2 separate regions of the Ovis aries genome follow, and region 2 is linked to region 1. Evidence: chromatin contacts called from public Hi-C data. All regions are on one chromosome and are shown on one strand. The core of a region is the stretch at or near the end of the contact, and the rest is flanking DNA. Distances in the headings are between cores, read along the strand shown. Region 1 overlaps SNX30 (sorting nexin family member 30). Region 2 holds the start of SNX30 (sorting nexin family member 30).

Region 1 (2,939 bases), core at 368-2,867:
GTTCAGTTGCTCAGTCGTGTCCGACTCTTTGCGACCCCATGAATCGCCTCACGCCAGGCCTCCCTGTCCATCACCAACTCCCGGAGTTCACTCAGACTCACGTCCATAGAGTCCGTGATGCCATCCAGCCATCTCATCCTCTGTCATCCCCTTCTCCTCCTGCCTCCAATCCCTCCCAGCATCAGAGTCTTTTCCAATGAGTCAACTCTTCGCATGAGGTGGCCAAAGTACTGGAGTTTCAGCTTTAGCATCATTCCTTCCAAAGAAATCCCAGGGCTGATCTCCTTCAGAATGGACTGGTTGGATCTCCTTGCAGTCCAAGGGACTTTGAAGAGTCTTCTCCAACATCACAGTTCAAAAGCATCAATTCTTCGGCGCTCAGCCTTCTTCACAGTCCAACTCTCACATCCATACATGACCACTGGAAAAACCATAGCCTTGACTAGACAGACCTTTGTTGGCAAAGTAATGTCTCTGCTTTTCAACATGCTGTCTAGGTTGGCCATAACTGTTCTTCCAAGGAGTAAGCGTCTTTTAATTTCATGGCTGCAGTCACCATCTGCAGTGATTTTGGAGTCCCTCCCCCAAATAAAGTCTGACACTGTTTCCACTGTTTCCCCATCTATTTCCCGTAAAGTGATGGCTTTATCTTTCAGTAAAAACCTTGGCTGGGTAACTTCTCAGCACTGCCTGCTGCATCTTCCAGTCATCCCCTCATGGTTGGAAGAGGCTGGCTATGCTGGGAGCTCTCTAGCAGTTTTCTTAATTTTCAGGGCAGAAGTGGCCATGTTGCTAGTGCTGTGATGAGAATGAACCCCACCTCCACCCCCGCCTCACCCTCCACCCCCCACCCCCTACTCCCATTCCCTCTGCTCTTGAAGCCTAAAGTTTCGCTTTTCCTTTTTCTGATCACTTCAAGACATGCCAAAAGAAAAAAAAAAAAAAAGCCAATAGTTTGTAAGCAGTTGAAACTATCCCTTAAAGATATTAATTTGGCAAAATTGGTGACTAGTGAATTTTTTAAAAATAGACTTTTATTTTAGAACAGTTTTAGATTTACCAAATTCTTGAGAAGACAGTGCAGTGAGTTCTCATAGACCTCATGGCCAGTTTGGCTTATTTTAATAAACATTTTCTATTAGCATGGCACGTTTGTCACAAATAACGAACCAGTGCCACTTTACATTTAGTTTCCTTAGTCCCAGGCTGTTTTGGTCGTGACAGTTTCTCAGGCTTTCCTGGTTTGGGATGACCTGGATCGCTTTGAGGAGTACTGGTCAGGGTTTTTGTGGAATGTTCCTCGGTTGAGATTTGTCTGGTGTTTTGCTCGCAGTTAGCCAGGCGTGATGTGTTTTGCGGAGGAAAAGCACAGAGGTTAAGTACAATCCTCATTGCATCATGAAAGGGTACATACTGTCATTAACAGTATTTATCACTGTGGATGTTAATCTTGTTCACCTGCTTTGAGGTAATGCTTGTCAGGTTTTTCCACGGTACAGTTACCCCTTTTTTCTCTCCTCTGTAGAAGATTGCTCTTTTTGTGTAGTCCGTACTATGCATAAGGGGAATTAATGTGCCACCTCCTGGTAACTAGGTGAATTTGAAGTTCTGCACTTAAAGATCAAAGTTAGACAGCGACACCTACTGGTAAAACATAATAGCCTCATGTGTAGACACAAGCCAGAATTAGGAGACTGGAAGTCTTCCAGAATGCCCAAGGTGAATTTTTAAGTCTGTTATCTTTAACCAGTATCTTTAAGTCTGGTTTCCTTTGGTCTGCATGGAAGCATTGAGTAGAAGGTACTTTTGAAGCATGTAGAGATTTAAATTTCTTCGTAAATTCATAGTGCATATCTGGGGAGGAGAGAGATTCAATGTAGGAGAGCATCTCTGACTTAAACATGAAAGTCAGACTGGAAACTGTTTTTTTCCCCAGAAGTTCACTTAACAGCAGCTTTTCTAGGAGGTGATTGTTTGTTGTTAATAATCAACTTTGTGTTGGTCCTCTTACAGCCCTTGGGAAGGTGAGGGATTATGAGATGGACAAAGACGCCTCTCCAGGAGAGTTTATTATCAGAGGGAGACCCAGTAAACATATAGCATAGTTATTGTTTAAATTTTCATTTCTTTTTTTTTTTTCTAAGAAAAGCTTTATTGAGTTCTGATTAATATACCGTACAATTCACCCATTTGAAAATACAAGTCAAGCGCTTTTAGTGTATTCATAGAGCCATCAGCAGATCAGTTTTAGAACCTTTTCATGATCCCTAAAAGAAACCTCTTAATCCTTGCCTGTTAATTCCAAACCCTGTCTTTCCCAGTGCCTGGCGACCACTACTCTGTGTTCTGTCTCCATAGGTGTGCCTATTTCTGGACGTTTGATATACGGAGAATCATACACAGTGGTCTTTTGTGACAGTTTTTTCCATAGCAGAATGTTTTCAGTGTTCATTCATGTTCTAGCACGTGTCAGTCAGTACTTTGTTTTTGTTGTCAGATGAGTGTCCCTTCTATGGATATATCACATTTTCTCTGTTTGCTGCCTTTGATGGACAGTTGGGTTGTTTCCACTTTTTGGCTGCTGTGAGTAATGCTGCTATGAACATTCATGTGTGAGTTATTGTGTGGACATATGTTTTCCTTTTTCTCGGGTGTATACCTAAGACTATAATTGCTGAATCGCGTTTAACTGTGTATTTAACCTTTTGAGGAACTGTGAGATTGTTTTCCAAAGTGGCTGCTTCATCTTATGTTCATGCCAGCAGTGTATGAGGGTTCTGTTTCCTCCACGTCTGCATCAACCCTGGTTATAACCTTTCTTTTTGATAATAGCCACCCTAGATGACTCTTGAGAGTCCCTTGGACTGCAAGGAGATCCAACCAGTCCATCCTAAAGGAGATCAGTCCTGGGTGTTCATTGGAAGGACTGATGTTAAAGC
Region 2 (3,042 bases), core at 17-2,516, 65 kb before region 1:
ATTCTCCTCCTGCTAAAGTATCATTTGTTTGTTTGAAAAAAACAAAAACAAAAACGTGATGGAGACCACAGTGAATCCCAGCTTCAAGACTAGTTAGGTGATGGGACTTCCCTGGTGGTCCAGTGGCTAAGACTGTGCTCCTAACGCAGGGGGGCTGGGTTTGATTCCTGCTCAGGGAACTGGATTCCATAGAAGGCAACGAAAGATCCCCACCCACTGCAACTAAGACCCAGGGGAGCCAAAAAAAAAAAAAAGATTAGTCAGGTGAAACTGGATAGACCTAAAGGGTTTGGGAAATAGATCAGGAAATGCGGTCCCTTATAAGGGCATCCCTCCCTGTTACTGTAGTATCAATCTCTCCTAACATGGGCTGATGACCTCTACTGACTTGGCCCTGAACACAGAAGCGGTGAAGCCAGGTAAAGTGGAGAAAGAAGGTGAACTTCCATCTTCAAATAGCCAAGTAACGCCTTGACTATCTCCATCCGGATAACGAAGGTCAGAGTCCAGCCCAGCCAAAAGCCTGGAAAGGAAGCACAGAAGCATGAAAACCAACGACAGGGAACCTCACGATGCTTTCAAACGGCAGTTCGGTCAAGGTGTGCGTTTAAGAGTCATAGATCAAGTGTAGCACTCGCTTTCTATTTACTGATGCTCTCTCTCCTGAGGTTCTACCTTACATAAACCCGGTGAACTGCAGAAGCAAGAAGGCATAGGGATCTCAGCGTGCCTCTGATGAAATCCACAATGCCTCCTCGAATTCCCTTGTAGGTTTCCCCGCCCGATGTTCTCTGTGCTCAAGGAGCCTCATAACCTTTTATGCCATTCTTGCTTCGTCGTTCTATCTCGGGTTTGAGAGGCCAGAAAATCCCAACTCACGTGCGTGTCCCTAAAGCCCCCGCCCCAGTCCCAAGCGTGGCTGCCCCTGGGCGCAGCAGTAAACGCGGCTGGAATAGAACAGGGCCCTCCAACGTCTGTTTCCACCTCTGATTTCCGTTAAACATTAGCTCCGGGGTGTGCGCGCAGACCCCAAGGGGCCGGCCTCCGGGAGACGAGCTTGGACGCTCGCCCGACCGCCGCAGAGGGCCGGGGGCGCACTTCCTGCGGGACGGCGGGCGGGGACCGAGCTGACCGCCTCCCCTTCCCCGCCCCTCCCGCGCTCTCCCCGCCCCCTCCTCCTCCCCCTCCCGGGACCGCCGGGCGCCGCGGGGGCGGGGCCGCGAGCTGGCTGGGCGGCGTGGCGCTGCGGGCCGGGCGCCCGGGCTAAGGTGCGAGCGGACCCGCCGCAGGCTCGGGTGCCGAGCGGGGGCGCGCGGCGCGGCTCAGAGCGGAGCAGCCCGGCCCAGCCCAGCCCAGCGCGGCGCGGGCAGACGCAGCCGGCGGGTGGCGGCGGCGGCGGCGGCTCTCGACCCCGCTGGTGCTGGGCCTCCGATCGAGCGCGGCCTCGGCCCGGGCGCTGGGGGAGCCCGCGGAGGCGGGCTGTAGAAGGAAGCGGCGGCGGCGGCGGGCGCGTCCCGAGCCGAGCGCGCCATGTCTGGCGGGCCCCCCAAGGCCCTGCCGTCCACGGGGCCCCAATCTCTGCGCGACATGCCGCACCCGCTGGCCGGCTCCAGCAGCGAGGAGGCCGTGGGCGGCGACAGCACGCCCAGCCCGGACCTGCTGACTGCCCGCAGCTTCGGCGACAAGGTGGGACGCGCGGGGCTGCGGTTGGGAGACTGGTTGGGCTCCCGAGGGGGATGAAGCATGTAGAGCCCGGCTGGGCACCGGGCCGCGCCCACCCTGCCGCCCGTTTCCCGGGGGCCGGCGTGCCCTAGCCCCAGAGCCTTGGGAAGAAGCGTCTCCTCTCTGCCGCCCCCGCGGGGTCGCAGTCGCGCAGGGGGAGCGGCCAGAGTCGAGGGGCTGGCCGGGCTTGGCTGGTCTCGAGCGCCAGTGACAGCTGGTGGGGAGGGGTCCCGCCTGCTCGCTGAGGCTGGAGGCGTGTGTGCAGTGCTCGGCGCCTGTGTCCGGGGATGGGATCCCGGTTCCTCCAGATGCAGTCACTTGTAGCTCCGCCAGTTTGCTGGGACTGCAAAGAAAAAAGAGTTAATGGTTTTCCGTGGTCTTAACTGCCAGAGGCTTCTTACCCCCCGTTTGTCACGTGGGGATTGATCTTTGTTTAGGTTTGCTGTGTGCCCAGGAGAGTCACCTGACTCAGATCCCCGCCGGCTGCGGGAGGAGAGTGCCCCTGTGGTTTTCTGTCTGGGGCTCCATTTACCTCTGACGGTCTCCCACGCTGTTTAGGCTTGGCAGAGGCTGGTTTTGTGGCTGATGGGAAGAAAGGTCGCCCATTGACCTCCTTTGTGTAGAGGGAGGTTCCTGATTCTCTTAGAGCAGCATGACCCTCCTGCTGCTTTGAGGGACGGGAGAGTCCAGTGAAGGGTTAGGGGCGGACGGCATCTCCCTTCCCCCCACAGGCATCTCAGCTGTGATCAGGACTCAGCAGTGATTGTATCAGCGCTGCTGTGGTGACTTAGTCACTAATTGCAGAAATTAGAGTTGTTCTCAACACCTGTGATCAGGATATTTATTCTCTCCTAGTAAAATACTAAATGAATGCCTCTTTGTCCCAGTACTAAATGAAATCAGGAGACCCAGCTTTCTTTCCCCCTTAGATGGGAGGACATGTGGTGGTGAGTAAAATGAGTGTGAGAGCACTGAGTAGTCAGAATAGCCGGGGAGTGGAACTTGATGAACCTTCCCAAGAGCTTTGTGAAAGCAAAGAGTAGAGTTGGGGGAGCAAGGGGAGGGACAGCATTAGGAGTAAGGAAACTTATAAAGCTAATGAAACCAATGGGTTGAGCAACTGGAGGTATGTGCATGTCTCTTTGTAAATATTTCTCTTTATTTTATAGAAGATTATAAACTATATGAAGGTTTCAGTTGCTTGGAAATACCTTGCCTATATTTGCTATTTAATAAGTAATTGTTGAATGATGATAATTTGTTGCTTTCTTATGGACAGAACTTGGTCCTGTGTGTGCATGTAGAATAGGAATTGAGGTT

What was found. Hi-C and Micro-C count contacts between places; a contact is called where the count stands out from the background.
Region 2: a contact with region 1 is called in a Hi-C map of hypothalamus, with 4 times the contacts expected there. The contact joins the promoter of SNX30 here to the enhancer-like site in region 1. A contact is called at or near these places in 15 of 16 Hi-C or Micro-C datasets (blood, hypothalamus, liver and 6 more).

Annotation. Positions count from the first base shown.
Region 1 is chr2:10,878,794-10,881,732 of ARS-UI_Ramb_v3.0, reverse strand. All of the region lies in intron 2 of SNX30 (sorting nexin family member 30), which reads left to right. Among named protein-coding and RNA genes, the nearest start is that of SLC46A2, 61 kb to the right of the region's middle. Within about 2 kb of position 1,617, at least 10 of the 54 cell types and tissues checked have an H3K27ac peak or open chromatin away from gene starts, as enhancers often do. A contact at or near this core is called in hypothalamus, where this site is marked.
Region 2 is chr2:10,942,845-10,945,886 of ARS-UI_Ramb_v3.0, reverse strand. SNX30 (sorting nexin family member 30) reads left to right here and starts at 1,266. Exons shown (of 8, transcript XM_042242884.2): 1 at 1,266-1,686. The coding sequence starts at 1,531. It overlaps LOC121818588 (a long non-coding RNA gene), which reads right to left and starts at 1,105. Exons shown (of 3, transcript XR_009599113.1): 1 at 389-1,105.